Linked DNA regions of Mus musculus: region 2 is linked to region 1. Evidence: chromatin contacts called from public HiChIP or PLAC-seq data. All regions are on one chromosome and are shown on one strand. The core of a region is the stretch at or near the end of the contact, and the rest is flanking DNA. Distances in the headings are between cores, read along the strand shown.

The links. HiChIP or PLAC-seq counts read pairs in DNA pulled down with a chosen protein or histone mark.
Region 2: an H3K4me3 HiChIP or PLAC-seq map of the SCID.adh cell line shows a contact between it and region 1, with 8 read pairs. The contact joins the enhancer-like site here to the promoter of Lrmda in region 1. A contact is called at or near these places in 8 of 115 datasets of contacts at active chromatin or transcription factors (the SCID.adh cell line, acute myeloid leukemia, bone marrow-derived macrophages and 5 more) and 3 of 9 other capture datasets (liver, macrophages and pancreatic islet).

What each region holds. Positions count from the first base shown.
Region 1 is chr14:22,016,960-22,021,001 of GRCm38.p6, forward strand. Lrmda (leucine rich melanocyte differentiation associated) reads left to right here and starts at 2,753. Exons shown (of 7, transcript NM_028275.1): 1 at 2,753-2,949. The coding sequence starts at 2,920. It overlaps Gm41106 (a long non-coding RNA gene), which reads left to right. Exons shown (of 2, transcript XR_874397.2): 2 at 82-1,846.
Region 2 is chr14:22,269,562-22,273,205 of GRCm38.p6, forward strand. All of the region lies in intron 2 of Lrmda (leucine rich melanocyte differentiation associated), which reads left to right. Among named protein-coding and RNA genes, the nearest start is that of Gm41107, 240 kb to the left of the region's middle. Within about 2 kb of position 1,445, at least 7 of the 459 cell types and tissues checked have an H3K27ac peak or open chromatin away from gene starts, as enhancers often do. A contact at or near this core is called in the SCID.adh cell line, where this site is marked.

The DNA of each region.
Region 1 (4,042 bases), core at 1,503-4,002:
TAGGCAGGTTGAGGTAGGAGGTGGCAGGGGAGGACAGAGTATCACAACTGCTACCTCACTGAACCATTTCTTCTCTTTCAGGCAGAAAACCCAAGTGGACAATGGATTGGATAGCCTGGACTCTGCACTGAATGTAGGAGGGGGCAGCTGTCCTGGGGGCACCAGGCCTTGGGAGTCTCCTTTTCACCCCCCTTCTCTCTGGAAAGCTTTTTTGTTGTTGCCCGTCACTTGAAGCGTTTCCAGGAACCACCTAAAGTAAATAGTCTGACTGCGTTTCCACGACTCCACTTGGCTGCAGCCACTCTTCCTATGGGACAAGTGTAAAAGAGAGGGGCAGGCAGGCAGCCTCCAGAAACCTCTGGATGCACAACAGCAGGCTGCCATCCTAGCCTGTCTGTCTAGCGATGTGCTAGGAGCAGGACTGTCTGGAAGAGCAGGACTGTCTGGCAGAGCAAAATTCTGACCACAATCACAGCTGTCATCATTGGAGGCATAGCCAGTGGCTTCTAAGTGCTGCTTAGACACAGAGACAATGACAGCCAAAGTCTCGTGACCATTCTCCTGTATGGAGGTGGCAGCCACAATTATCTGTGGTCCTGCCAAGCTACAGTACCTGCCCTGAAAGTGAGACCAGGACTCTGCCTTTCCTTATCTAGTTGAGTGATGTTGGCATCCATCTATAAAGAGAGCAGAACAGCCAAGTCAGGGCAGGGACTCAGAAAGTGGCACTCCACAGTCCAGGGCTCTGGCAGGATGAGCATTTAGAATGAAAGGGGAAAGGGTGGGAGCACAGTGAGATGGTTAAGCTGGTAAAGGTGACCACTGTCAAGCCCAAGGGCCTGAGTTAGTTCTCCTGGACCTGCTTGGTAGGAGAGATCCAACTTTCGAAAGCTGTCATCCACCTCTTCAAGTGCGAACATGTATATATGTTATAATGGACACACACACAATGTAATAATAATTATGGGGAAGGGAAGGTCCCAGCTCAGCCTCAGAAGCAGTCTCTTCCTGTCTCCTGCTCTTCTGTCTCCAGCACCGTCTCTCTCTAGAAATGAGTCATAGAAGCCAAGACTCCTCATCCCCAAGGTGGATCCTGGGAACCTGACCCCCTCTCCCTCAGAGCAAGACTTACATCCTAGAGATCCTACTTGAAGCTGTCTTTCTGGGTGGGAGCTGGTCGCAAAGAAATCAAGTTGCCTTGTATGATGGAGAGTCCTTAGATCCTGATCCCAGAAGAGTCCCAGTGGGCTCCCTGGGGGAGGGATGCTCTCCTGCCCTCTCCCTTTAATGTTTACACACTCAATAGTGCACCCTTTTGTCCGTCATATTCCTGTTCAGCTAACTCAGCTTCATCCAGTCTGAGCTGTATCTTTGTGCGAGCGCACGCGAGCGCACACACACACGAACATACATGAATACATACACATGCACACACACACACATGAACATACATGAATGCATACACATGCACACACACATGCACACACATGCACACACGAACATACATGAATACATACACATACACACACACACACGAATACACATGAACACACACACATACCAACATATACATACACACACATACACACACACATGAACACACACACACGCACACACACACACACACACACACACACACACACACACACACACGGACATACACACTATTTTCTTCTCAGAGACACAGTCTTGTTATGTAGCCCCGTCGGGCCTCCAGTTTGAGATACCGCCTCAGCCCCTCAAGTGCTGTCATTACAGGCCTGTGGTTTCCCATCCACCACACCTTCATTTCTGAAGGCTCCCCTACCATGGAAAACTTGGATTAAATGTGTTTTTCTCTTGCTAACGTGACTTTGCTCTAGGCCTATCTATCAGCCACGACCCCAATGATAGGTAAGGACTGGCACCATCCTTAGGGTGGAGGTGGGAAGGCAAGAGCAGGCAAGAAGAAGGTTCCAGAGGGAAATCTGGAATGTGGGAGCTGCTGGTCTTGGGTTGGATTTCCCAGTCAGGAGGTGACAATGGTCACTTCTTCCTTCTGGAGGGTGAGGGTGAGGTGGGAGGGGTGTGTGTGTGTGTGTGTGTATACACGTATGTGTGTTTAGGCTCGTGTGTGTGCTGCCGACAGGATTAATAGCTTTGATTCTTACACATGTCTCTTCCCTTGGAGGAGAATAAGAACAAAAGGATCCTGAGAGTAGGAGACATTATCAATATTCCTGCCCTAACTTTCATTACTGTCAGCTACTGCGGTGGTGGTGGGCCTGAAGAGAGTAGGGGCTGTATGACCAGCTGACACTTTAAGGGGAAAATTCAACCTTTCCTTGTAGCCTTCTCTCTAACAAATGGAAACTCCATCCCACCAGGAGACCCATTCCCCACTGCTAGCAAGCTCATACTTTTTAGACTGTACTGGGGACTTTGAGTGAAGAGGCCCCTCCTTCCAGCAGTTGAGGACGGTTATGTAACCTAGATTGTGAAATTCTGGGAAGGCCCAGTTCTGAGTCGGGAACTAGCAGCAACTCTGCTGACACGTCCACGATGGGGACCCCCTTCACCCTTCACTTCAAGTCTGAGTCTGATGAATGCAATAAAGCTCTGGGCATTGGATTCTGGAAGGGGCACCTTTTGGGGAGCGGGGGCCGTAGAGGAACCGGACAGGAACTGGGCAGGAGAGAGGAGTAGTCGCGTGGGGTTCCCACGCTGGGTGCAGCGCCGCGGGCCACCCGCTGCGAGCTGCCCGGAGGTGCAGGTTCACGTGCACCGGGTTGAGCCAGCCAGCGGCGGCAGCGCTGCTGCGCACAGTTCTTGGTGGCCGACCGGAGTCTAGGGCTTCCGTTGGTCAGCTGACCTCCCAGTGCGGAACTGCGCCGCCCGCCACCCTGCTCAGTGCCGCCCGCCTGCTGGGTTCCTGCCACAATGGCTGGGCTCATGGTCAGTGGAACTCAAGTAAGTCGGTCCAAGTGAGCCCCATCTAGTCCCGGGATCCAGTTGGGGATGGGAGGGACAGAGGGGCACGGGTCTCCAAGGCTTTTAACCTGAGTGCCTTTTCCCTGGGAGGAGGTCGCATGTGCAGGTGATGTGTGCCAAGTACCCACACTTTCTCCAAGTTGAAGAAGGGTCAGACTCTTCTTTTGATCCTGCCACACTTTGTAGTGGTGTGATAAGCAGTTGAGATCCCCCAACTCCCTCTGTCCTTAGAGTCACACTGATCAACACTTAGGGACTAACTTCTCCATGCGACCCAGTGCTGGTGGCTCATATTTTTCACCAAAAGTGGTTCAGTTTCTTCTTTCACAATGCGGGTTTTAGAAGAACTTTTAGGGTGCAAGAAAAATGTTTTAATACGCAACCGTTTACCTATTGATACCAGGGCAACTGTACAAATGATCTGATACATTTACATGGGAGAAAGGGGGGAGGGGGCATGGCAGCAAAGCGCACAGAGTCATCAGAGCCACAACGAAAACCACAGAGTGTCGCCTGGCCGGGGGCTGGAGGAGCTCTGTTTTCACAATGAGGTTCCTTTTCAAGGCTGGTGGAGGCCCAGGGTGTGCTACATTTTTACTCTGGTTCTTGAAGAGGTGTCACTAAGGCATGGCAAGACTGGATGGTAGACACCCCGCAGTGCCCGTTTTCAGCTCTTTGGTAAGGTCTCTGGTAAACTCCCCTAGGCTGAGCAGGGACCCTGTATGTGCTGAAAAAAAAAGTAGTTTCTCTTTTGCTTTGCCTCCCATGAAGCCAGCACTCACTATGCAAAGTTCTCCACCCTAGGGAGACAGGGTGAAAGTTCTCCCTTTAGGCTCAGAGCATCAGGGATAAGGGAATTGTTCTTCCTCAGAGGCCTCAGAGTTTTACAAAGGGGAAACACAAATACCTGCTGGGTGCACCCTACCAAACTACTCCATTTTTTTTTTTTTTTTTTAAAAAAACAGAGTCTGGTAGTTTATTCCTCAACTGAATACATTTATTGAGTGACTTCTATGCACCAGGCACCCTGCAGGTATTGATGGAAATAAGCTGAATTGCCATCTCTCTGCTG
Region 2 (3,644 bases), core at 195-2,694, 250 kb after region 1:
CCCTGTGAACAAGGCTAGTTACTCAGTCTAGAGGTTGGGCTTGTCCTTTGCTGGAGGAGCGGCAATGGTCAGCGGGGTCTGACACAAGCTTGATTCTGACCATCAGGGCTGTTATACGTAGGCTAAGTCTATGTCCCATGGTGGGCTGCATGCTGTCATGAGCAGATTGAGGGGTCTTGGATACCTTTAGCATTTAGCTACTTACAATGTTGGAAAGACCGTGTTTGCTCACAATACCATGATCTGTAACCCTCCCGAGAACACGTCCCATAGCTCCCACGTAGAAAGACAAGGAGGCACTGCTGGCCCCCGGCAGGAAGCCCCTCTCTTGCAGTCCACTGTCCCGGCGCCTGGCTTTGATGGGTATTCATAATCTATTTTGGAGCTTAGGAAATAACACAGGAAAAAGCCAGAAAAACAGTGGCTCCATATAGACAGAAAGACAATTAAAACTGATATGACTCTTAACAGAAGTGGCAAGAGCCGGCAGGATGGAAGTAATTTATTCAACGAATTGTCCAAATACATAAATTGTACTGATGTGTGCTGTGGTGGTGGGACAGTGGAAAATTTGATAGTTGTTTCCGTTGTGTGAATTACTCAGACAGGATGCCTTTGTGAAGTATGGGGGTTTGTTTAGTGTTCTGACAACAATTTAGATCCTGTTATGGTTATTGCAGTGTAATGCTGTAGTAAAAATTGAACATGACACACCAGCAATTTATTATTTGTATGTTTTTTAACCTTGAGTATCGGATTGTTTGTCCAAGCATATCCTTTGATTTGCTATGAAATTTATTGTTGATAAAAACAATCAGCTTTCCATTAGAAGGAAAAAAATTATTATTTTTTTTCAGGAACCATAGATTTAGGGGGAAAAATTCAGCCTAGGCTACAGGACTTATGACAGGTAGACTCATGACATTATATGGTAATTCGGCATGAAAGAATAATTGTGACACTCTACTTGGTTGTGGAGTATAATCGTGCTGTGAGGTTCAATTCACTGAAAGGCCAAATTATCTTCAACTACATTAGTCTGACAACCTATAATGCTCGGCAGAGGCAATTTGTAGACGTTTCACATACTTCCAGCAAACAGGCCTCCCCATTATGCCACCCATTAACAAATTTGTGTAGGGGAAAAAAAGTAACTTTTCCATTTTCCTGACTGTTTTCAAGCTTTGCAACAAAATAAATATCTAATAGGAGTATTTGCACTGCCATTTACTTGCTTGGTTTTGAAATTTGTCTGTGGGGTGGGAGGAGAGGAACACCTTTGAAGTGATGCGGCCTCAGGCAGGTTGATGTTTTCTTTGACTGGGGCAGCTGTGGGGTATGGTGGCAGGAGTGTCGTTTGGAGGCAGGAGGCAACATCTGCCTCATTATTTTGAGATAGTGTCTTTCACTGGCCTGAGGTTGGCTGGTTAGGCTTGGTTGGATGGCCAAGGAGCACCAGGTGTCTGCTTGTCTCTAACCCCCTAACGCTGATTCTACACGTACACACTACCACACTCACCCCTCCTTTTTTGTGGGTCCTAGAGATCAAAATCAGATCTCCATGCTTGTAGAAAAAGTACTTTACTGACTGAACCATCCCCTCAGCCCATGTGCAGAAGAGTTGATAGGGCTCTTGTCATTTTCCTGACTGCTATAGAGACAGTTGCTTCAGAGACTGTCAGGCCTGAGGTGGCATGGGCTGTTTTGCTCTCTGGTTCCAGGGAGTAGACAGAACGAGAAGCTTTCGCAGCCTGTGAATGAGCTCTCTGGCTTCTCTTGGAAGAATGGGAAAATCTCCTTTTATGCACGAGAAACTCAGCAGACACTATATTGAACAATTTTTAAAAACAATTGTTGATCATAAATGATACCAGATGAATGCTGGATATGTGGGTTATGTTAGCAGGTATGTCTGCTTGTGGGATGTGTAGACTTCTCTGGCTAAATGTTCTAAATATTTAAAAGGATATTTTTTCACTTCATCTGGAATTTTGGGAACCAGGAGAACCTATTGTTTCTCTTAATATTCACTGCCACGTCACCTTGCTCTTTTCAGCGTATTCCCAGGATCTCCTGCTCGTCTCCTGAGGCAGGCCCTTCTGGACTAAGGTGAACCCGACAAGGGTCGGAGGTTTACCAACAAAGGCTGGGCAGCAGAAATGTCCCTGGGGGCTTCTCTTCTTTGTCTCACCTAGCTCAGGCGGTCTGACAAGAGGGTCTTAAGCCCTGTGAATGAATGGGACCAGGATGAGTCATGTGCTTTATCTCCAGTAATTGATTTATAATTTATGATTTTTATGAGTTGTCAAACTTCCTACACCATTTCTGAGTAGGGCGGAGTAAATCACTGTGCCACATAGCGATGTTCTTCCCAGTGTCAGACACTGGCTCTTCATTACCGCAGCCCACTAGGCTTCCTGCCTGCTGCTTTCAGCAGGTCCAGTGGCTGTCCTCAGAGACAGGCTTGGAGTCAGTCTGTCCTATTAGCACTAAGAGATGCAGCATCTGTTTGGCCCCAAAGAATTGGGATAATAACCTCGATATCTATCTTCTGGTGTTGAATCTGCTCTTCTTGTTTGGCCCAATGGCCATTTTCCTTGATTACAAAGCCCCCCTTTATTCTAATGAGATGTAGGGGCCATTTTTAGAACCTTGGAATAGGGATGTTGAATCGGTAATCACCCACTGGCTAGTTTTTCTGTCATAAGTCTAAAAGCACATGTGTGAAAAAAAATATATATGTGTGTGTGTGTGTGTGTGTGTAGGTGTATATATATATATGCATATGTAGTAGGCATGTGTACATATGCATATGTATTTATATATATATGTTTATGTGTATATGTGTCTATTAGCCTCTTTCCCTGTGGCCAGAAATTCCATTCCCCAATGAGGTGGATTTCGAGGTGTGGCTAATAGTTCTGGCAGAGCTGAAGAGGGCACACACAGCAGCCGCTCAATACTGTTGGAAAAATCAAGTTGGCATTTCCATGCTCTAGAAAAGGAGTTCTTCTTGCCACCTCCTCTTGGGGACACACGGTAACCTTTGTGTGGAAGGCAGAGATGAGAGCAGGAAGAAGCCAGGAAACAGAAGGCACAGGGAGAACAAATGCAGTTACAGTGGGGAGAACTCGTAGGGAGCAGGAAAAAGTTGCATTTGATGGTGAACGGGGGTAATCGATTGTTCTGCAGGTCTGGAGTCCCTGTGGTGCAGTTAAGGACAAGCTGGAACACTCATGTTTACGCATAATGCTCTCTCACATAATGTCTCCCGAACTGTTGCCGGCTTCCTTAGCATCTGCAGGTGAGCCACCTGCAGAAAGGGCACGTAGGTAGATTATTGTTGACTTTATAGTTATGGAACCTGGCTAATCAGTGTGCCTGCTGGGCTGTAACGTGTTACGCATGAGTGGCTTTTATACGGGGTCTTAGGATTTCTAACTGGCAAAAGGGAAAAATATTCATTTCTCATGACCATGGTTCCTACCGGGAGGGAAGCTTCCCTCTCATCCAGAGGAGAGACGCAGTGGGTACAACCCCCGATGGAGGTTTCCAGAGCGTGTGAAATATGACCACGAGGCCTGCTGAGCTTTTGGAGGACTAATTTCACAGAGGGAATGCACAGGAGGCTAACTAGTGAGAGG